Regions from separate parts of the Sus scrofa genome. Here region 1 is linked to region 2. A link is a contact called in public Hi-C data. All regions are on one chromosome and are shown on one strand. Each heading gives the region's core, a stretch centred on a gene start, on an enhancer-like site or on the middle of the called end of the contact. The rest is flanking DNA. Distances are from core to core; before and after follow the strand shown. Region 1 overlaps SPATA6 (spermatogenesis associated 6). Region 2 holds the start of SPATA6 (spermatogenesis associated 6).

Region 1 (4,150 bases), core at 1,494-3,993, 67 kb before region 2:
ATTTTTCTTTTTAGGCCATACCCGTGGCATATGGAGGTTCCCAGGCTATTGGAGCTACAGCTGCCGGCCTACACCACAGACACAGTAACACAGGATCCAAGCCACGTCCGCAACCTACACCACAGCTCACGGCAATGCGGGATCCTTAACCCACTGAGCGAGGCCGGGATCAAACCCATGTCCTCATGGATACTAGTCAGGTTCGTTCACCACTGAGCCATGATGGAAACTCCACAATATAATTTTAAAGAGGGTTAAAGTGACCCAAAATTAATAAACTCACTTCAGAAGAAGAACTGGGCTGGGCAGGAGAATCTGACACCATATATTTAGTATGCTCTAAACAAACACAAATTAAGCCTCTTAAAACAAACTGTTCTTTAACAAATAATCACTTCACGTACATAACTGCTGCCTGCTCTTTTCTAATGACCATTATTCCAAAGTTTAGTACAGCAATAGAGACTAAGCATTACCTTTCCCTGAGAGAAGCGCGATTTAACACAGGGCTTGGAGAGTGCTTCGGCATTGTCGAGGGTGCTGAATGAACGAGTAGGGTCCTGGCCGAATGCTGGGGCTTGCTGCATGACCTGGAGCTCAAATAGTCATCACACCTTTCCAAAGAGTCGTCGAAGTCTCTCCCATGAGGTGTTCTGATAACCTGTTTAAAAATTATATGTGTGTGTTCAAGATATATTTAGTGATATTATACACACATACATAAAACCTTTGTAAAAGTAAAAATATATATATATATATATAATGTCACAGCTATATCTGAAGGTAAATTTCAGAACACAGCAATCCTTATTACTACTGTATGATTAAACATTAAATACATCTGATTATTCTTTCTACATGTCTAACATTTATGAAACTTTATCAGTTCTAAGGGGTTCTGAGTAGGGATGGAGGGAAATGTAGGATGTACATACATATAAAACAAAGGACAAATACACTGGAACTAATGAGGGCCTAGGTTAGCTATGAGGTCAAAGAGAAGAGAATTCTAGCCCTAACGTTTGTTCATTGCTTCATAATAAATCCGGATAAATTAATAAATTCCTACCCTTGTGGAATTTATATTCTAGTAAAATTTACATTCCAGTAAGGAGAGAGAGATTTAAAAACACCTCACTCCCCAGATAAATAGGTAAAACATACAGTTTGTCACAGGATGGTAAATACCACAGGAAGCAGATAAAGGAGGTAGAGGTGCTGCTGGGTGGGGGGGGTGGTATGTGGGAAGGTGCTGCACTTTTAAATAGAATCGACAGTGGGACCTCAGGGACAAGACAGTCCTAGGAAAGATCTAAGGAGTAAAGGCCTGAGTAAAGACCACGGGATCTGAGGCAGGGGACACCTGCGGGACAAACATCCCGGAAAGAGAGAAAAATAAGCACAAAGATCCTGTGGGTAGGGTAGGGGGCGCGCCTGATCGTTAGAATAGCAAGAAAACCAACAGGGCTTGACTGGAGAGTAGAAGATGAAGTAAAAAAGGTAAATTTTAAGGATTTGGGCTTCTATTCTGAAGAGAGAAAAAATAAGATTCTTTTTTTTTTTTTTTTTTTTTAAATAAGATCTCCGTGGCTACTGTGGTACAGTCTATAGTGAGGCCAAGGGCAGAGGCAAGGAAATGAATTAAGAAACAATTACAACAAAGTATGGAAAAGAATACTGGCTAGATCCTGAGTGACAGCTGTGGAGGTGAAAGCGATCAGATTCAGTTCAGCTGGAAGATGAGGCCAACAGGATATGCTGATAGATGGCCTGTCAATGGTAACAGCCACGTTGTTTTTGCCAAATTGACTGCAAGAGCTGTGTGCGCATGAACTAGTTACACCTTTCCAACTGGACGGGTAGGAGAGTAAGGCACTAGGAGTCTGAACTTCACCTGTCTATTAATCATCCAAACCATTAGCATAGAGTTGAGAGGAAGAGTCCAGGATAAAGATACAAATTGGTAATTACCAGAGTCTAAGAGGCACTTAACGATACGACGTGAGGTGATACCGCCAAGGAAGTGAGTGTAGATAGGAAACAAATGAAAACTGAGCCCTGGGGATACTCCATGGTTTAGAGGCTGGGAAGGTAAGAAGGAAACTGACTGAGGAATAGCCAGGGAAGAAGGGGAAGAAAAAGGAGAATGTGTTGTTTTGGAAAGTCAATTAAATAATGCATTTCAAGGAAAGGGAGTAACTAACTGGGTCAAATATGACAGATCGGTCAATGTCGAAAAGGCTAGGAATGAACCTCTGGATTTTGACAACAGGGAAGGTCACCAATAATAGCAATAAGAGCAGCTCTGGGGGAGTGACAATCTGGAGTTAAGTTCAAGAGAGAAGGAGAGAGGAATTGCGTTTAAAAAATGAAATATTTAACTTCCAGTCACCACGTGAAGTATTGGGACTACGACAGGGAACACACCAAAGTCCCCTACATCCCAGAGGTTACTATCGGCTACATATTTGACCTTTAAGAAAGTCAACTGGACCTTTAATCTTTCGCAGACTCGTTTTCCTCCTATGTAAAACAGGGTTAATAATAGCTACCTTAGAGGTCTTCCATCATTTATTTAAAGTATCTCGCAGAATGTCTAGGTGCATGAATTAGTTATACAACAAATATAAGTCATTTATTATTAAAACGCCATTCCAACATTGCTTTTTCCTTCAGCAGTACCACAATTTTCACTGCTTTCCAGAATTACAGCAACATATGGTGAGTCAGCAGTCAGCTGAATCAAGCTTTCACCCCAGATCCAAATGGCATGTAATTCAAATGACTCAGTTACAGTTCCAAAGAACTGACCAAGAAATAGGTGATCCGGATGGAATAAAGGGGAAAAAATGACAAAGGCTCTATTGTTCGCTGTTCGCGGAGACGAAGTAAAAACAGTGAATGTCAAAAATAAGGTCGAAGAGGTCCAAAATCAACGAATACGCGCGTATACATTAAGAGACCGCAGGAAAGGAGAAGAAGTGCTATAACGCTGGTCCTAGAACACTGTCCAAATATGAGCCACTTGGCTTAAGCAGAGAGATTATTTTCACCTCATTAATTTCAATGTCAATTGAGTCATGTTGGCTGGGGAACCATTTCATTTTTTTGTTTACGAAAATCTCTCCCCAAACTCATCAGCAATGCTTTCAATAAAGCCTCTTCCAGGTGACTACAACTGACTTTTTCTCCATCAGAATAATCACTGAGAATGTTTTAAGTAACACGTTAGCGAACACACGGATCTAGAGAGGTACAGGGATTTGAACTCAAAATCCAGATGAGACAGGTATTAACAGAAAACCGACAGTGAGACATGCTCAGTGGCAAACACCCCCTGATGACAGTATCTGCAGAAGGAAACTGAAAGACCTCTAAGGGCCTAAAGGGTGGCGGCCTCTTGGAGGAGGTGGGATTGGAATCAAGCCATAAGTAGAGACAAAGGGGAGAAGGGCACTTCGAACGGAGGGAAAGGCAGAAGAAGGAAAGATACACAATGACGACAATCACTTGGACAGCGTGACAGAAAAGTAATCAGAGAGACTGTCACGGGGGTGGAGAGGGCAGGCTGCAGAGAACCTTGCCACTGTAACTCAGCACCAGGCAGCACGTATTAAGCATCTTCTGTGCGTGACGACCCGAAGAAGGCAGGAGACAATAATCACAGGCAAATACAAGAGGAGACCTCAAAGACAGGATACTTCAAAAGGAGAGGCATGAAAAAACAAGGAATGAGAAAATACTGAGAAAGGAAATCGGAACGAAACAGATACCCAATAAGTAACTGCGCAGAGGGAACAGAGCGGGGATGTATTCCTTCCACGGAATTAGAATAAATATTTGTTTTGGAAAGTTTTATATCTACATGGTGGAATGGAAGGCATAATAAATAATGGAATTAAGTCTTTGAGAAGAATCCACTTCAACTTTTCAACCTTAATGAAGCCTTAGCTTAAGAAATGTTTTCATAGCTTTTGTGAGTTTTCTAGGTTGTTTATTCACGTCCAAAAACCAAATGGAATGCTCTCTTTGACACATAATAGAAGAGTTGCATTTCTCGAAGGGACCCCTCAAGAACCCTGGCTTAGAGTGTTCAGAGAACCGGTGCAAATCTCTGCTTGTTATGTGACCCTAAGCAAATCATTCACGC
Region 2 (3,815 bases), core at 472-2,971:
AAATGCCATTGGTCAGCAGAGGAGGAAGCAGCAGCCAGTAACACAGGCTCGGGAACTCCGGAGTCTTACTAACCGCACGGAGCCAGCTGAATTAGGAGGCTTTGTGTATTCTTGTGTTTAATGAATCCTACTTTACAAAAAGGCTGCCAAACGTTGGCAGCTGTGAGATGAAAAAGAAAAGAAAAAAGATCGGAAGCCAGAATGACAGTTTCGGACACAGTAGCGAGTAAAATCTCTGCAGCCTCAATGCTAAAGCAAGAGGGCGAGAAACTTTCTTCTCCACTCCGGCCTCATTCTCTGCCCCACCCAGCGTTCCTGCAAGACCTAGCCCTAGGCAAAGACCTAAAGGGGTCCTGTGCTGCAGGGGTGTCACTATAACGTCGGGGAGACCACAGGAAAGCAGCGGATGCTTGAAGGAGGGGGCAGGAGTGGAGGAAGGAACTGGGGAGGGCTATCTGACATAGCACTCAGAGGAGCGGCCTTGGCAATTTAAGTACACACACACACACACACACACACACACAGTTTTATTGGGAGATGAAAGGGTTGAGAAATAAATAACTAAGAGAAGTAGAAAGAGGGAAAAAGGACCGAGAGAGAAATCTTGTTACCAAATGCCTTGCAGTGGAGGGTGGGAGGGGGGTATCCTCTACAAGAGAGAGGCTGGAGCTTTCATTTGGAGAGAATGAGAGGGTTCTGGAGAGAATGAGGGGGAAGGACTTCAAAATCCCTTGGAAGAGTCTGCTGAGGTTATTCAGAGGGATGCGTTTGCTCATAGCACGGAGAGGAGGGCCAAGGCGCTTCTCTTGAGGAAAGACATGGGGGTTCCCTGCTTTAGCTGGATTTCCAGAGCAGGGCAGGGGAGCAGGATGCTCTTAGCATGTGCGCAGAGTGACCAGGACTGCCCGCAGGTCCCCTCCAGCAAGTTTAGAGAATGATTAGTTTGCCTCTAAAAGTTGGTGCCTTTCTTGGAGTGAAGGGGAGGAGGAGGGATCCCTCTGAACGTGGGGAGAGTTTGGGGACTGGAGGGACCTGACCCGGCTTCTGAAAGGTTTGCTCTGGTGGGGGAGATGGCAACGTGCCGTGTGCAGTGATGGCACATTTCAGTTGTGGAGTGTGGGGATTCTACTTTGACGACTTAGAGAAGAATCCCCTTCACTGATCAGAAGCTTGGAAATTTGTCTGAAAAAATCCTCCAGCAGTGATTTGGAAAGAAATCTACACACACACACACACACACACACACACACACACACACACTCCCGAAAACTGGGCAGGAGCCTGGCCAGTAATCCTCTCTCACTACAACAGGAGCAGAGAAGAGAGATTTAAAAAAAAAACCCGACCCACCCCAATTCACTGGAAAGTTTAGAGCAGAGAGAGAACTTTCTAAAGTGGTATGAAAAGAACTTGAAGGAACCCGAACTGGAAGTTGGGAGGAAGCTAGGGGCTGGGGTAGGGGATCTGACCTCGATATAGCTGGAGTGATTTTGAGGTTGGGTAAGACCGAGGGGATACGGGGTCCAGGGTCCCTAGGGAGGGATGATTCGGAGGGAGAAGGTTTCGAGGTGATCCGGGGTTCTCGGAAGTGAATGGAGGCAGCGTCCAAAGTAAATTCCGGGGGCTCAAGACACCCAGGCGGAGGCGTAGGGGGCGCGACCAGTACTCACAGAGCGGATCTCCAGCGCCAGGGCGCATTGCAGCGCCTTCACCTTCGGCATCCGCGCGAGGTGGGGCGGCGGGGAGGGACCCCGGCCGCGGGCCCGAGGGAGGTGAGGAGACGCGGGGCGGGGCGGGGACGGGGAGGAGACGAGGTGGCGGCGGCGGTGGCAGCTGTGGCCCCCAGGCCGGGGCCCGCGGTCCAGCCTGGGTCCCGCCGGAGCAGCAGCTGTGCGCGAGGCGCGGACTCGTTGTCATGGCAGCCGGGAGGGGAGGGGCCGGAAGAGAAGCTGGGAGGGGACGCGCCTGAGCAGCCGCAGCAGGGGGTGGGGCTCGGCGAACGCTGGGGGAGGCGGGGCTTCCGAAGGGGCGGGGCGGGCAGTTTGTGACGTCAGACTATGGGCCCAAAGCCACAAGAAGAGAATATCCCTACAATGAATAGATCAGTGGGCAGGTGGTGAGTTGGAGTCAGGAGCGCGGAGTTCCAAGGTGGCGGTGGCAACTTTGCTAGTGGCCTCCTTCTGCTAGTGGCCTCCTTCAGTTTCTCTAGCTGTAAAGAATCATAATGATTTATTCGTTCTCATATTTGAATCTGATACAGTTTTCAAAGCCAGCCTGAGAAAACTGAGGCCTGGAAAACAGACTTGCCCAATTTAAAGGCAGAAGAAAGACTGGACCTCGGGAACTCTCAAGTAAAACTCCGGTTGCCTCCCTGAGAAGAGAGGCTTCGGTCAAATCACCTTCCTCTTCCTAGTGTCTTGTTCTATGATTCTCTGTTAGTGCGACCCCCCCCCCCCCCGAAGGTTTCCTGTTTAATTCACCTGTGTATGCACTTCAGTACACATTATTTAAATTGAACTGTCAGCGAAGGGTCTGGGCCATAGACCATCAAAGATTAAAAGAATCGAAGAGCTTTTCATCGTTTTAAAAATCATTTTTGGAGTTCGAATTGTGGCTCAGCAGGTTAAGAACCCGACTAGTATCCATGAGGACGCAGGTTCCACCCCTGGCCTGGCTCACTGGGTCAGGAATCTGGTGGTGCCTTGAGCTCTGGTGTAGGTCCAGAGGAGGCTCAGATCTGGCTTTGCTGTGGCTGTGGTGTGGGCTGGCAGCTGCAGCTCTGATTTGAACCCAAGCTTGGGAACTTCCATATGCAGTAGGTGCAGCCCTAAAAAAGCAATATCATCATCATCATCATCATTTTTATTGCAAAATATGTTATACATACAGACATTTATAAAACATGTTGATCTTCAGCTATAACAAAGCAAATGCCTGTGCAACTAATACCCAGGTTAAGAAATAGAGCACAGGGAGTTCCCATCGTGGCGCAGTGGTTAACGAATCCGACTAGGAACCATGAGGTTGCGGGTTCGGTCCCTGCCCTTGCTCAGTGGGTTAACGATCCGGCGTTGCCGTGAGCTGTGGTGTAGGTTGCAGACGCGGCTCGGATCCCGCGTTGCTGTGGCTCTGGCGTAGGCCGGTGGCTACAGCTCCGATTCGACCCCTAGCCTGGGAACCTCCATATGCCGTGGGAGCGGCCCAAGAAATAGCTAAAAAGACAAAAAAAAAAAAAAAGAAAAAAAAAAAAAAAAAAAAAAAGAAATAGAGCACAACCAACACCTTAAAAATGTCCCAAACGTTGTGTTACCTTCCTTGCCCTGAAAGTAACCACTACCCTGATTTCTGTTATAATAGAATCCCTTGCTTTTCTAAATCCTTTTGTTATTCATGAATGAGAATATTGTTAAGATACTGTTTAACTTTTCCTCCTTATTGATGTTATATAAATGTAATTAATACTATACATACTCTTCTGTGATTTGCTTCTCTCTTTCTTATGTTGCAGGATTCTCCCAGTGTTGCTGCTGTGTAACAAGATGGTTTTTCCATTTTTGGACAGTGGACTATGCCCAACATAATATATGAACATGCATTGATTTATTTATGCTTTCTACTATTTTTGGTCATTTGTGCTGTTTCCATTTTTAGCTGTTATTAACAATATTATGTACATTCTAGTACATGTCTATTGGTGCACGAATGCTAGAATAGCAGTGGATTGAGTTGGTATTGAGTTTTGTACATGCGGGACTTTAAAAGGTAATGCCATACCATTTTCCAAAGTAATTGTACCAATTAATGTTCCTGCTGAG

The links. A called contact is a pair of places that touch in the nucleus more often than the background predicts.
Region 1: a contact with region 2 is called in a Hi-C map of embryonic fibroblasts, with 1.7 times the contacts expected there. The contact joins the enhancer-like site here to the promoter of SPATA6 in region 2. A contact is called at or near these places in 2 of 47 Hi-C or Micro-C datasets (embryonic fibroblasts and fibroblasts).

Annotation. Positions count from the first base shown.
Region 1 is chr6:163,344,809-163,348,958 of Sscrofa11.1, reverse strand. It overlaps SPATA6 (spermatogenesis associated 6), which reads right to left. Exons shown (of 13, transcript NM_001177917.1): 10 at 477-661. Among named protein-coding and RNA genes, the nearest start is that of SPATA6, 68 kb to the right of the region's middle. Within about 2 kb of position 2,743, at least 4 of the 83 cell types and tissues checked have an H3K27ac peak or open chromatin away from gene starts, as enhancers often do. A contact at or near this core is called in embryonic fibroblasts, where this site is marked.
Region 2 is chr6:163,277,071-163,280,885 of Sscrofa11.1, reverse strand. It overlaps SPATA6 (spermatogenesis associated 6), which reads right to left and starts at 1,721. Exons shown (of 13, transcript NM_001177917.1): 1 at 1,671-1,721. The coding sequence starts at 1,721.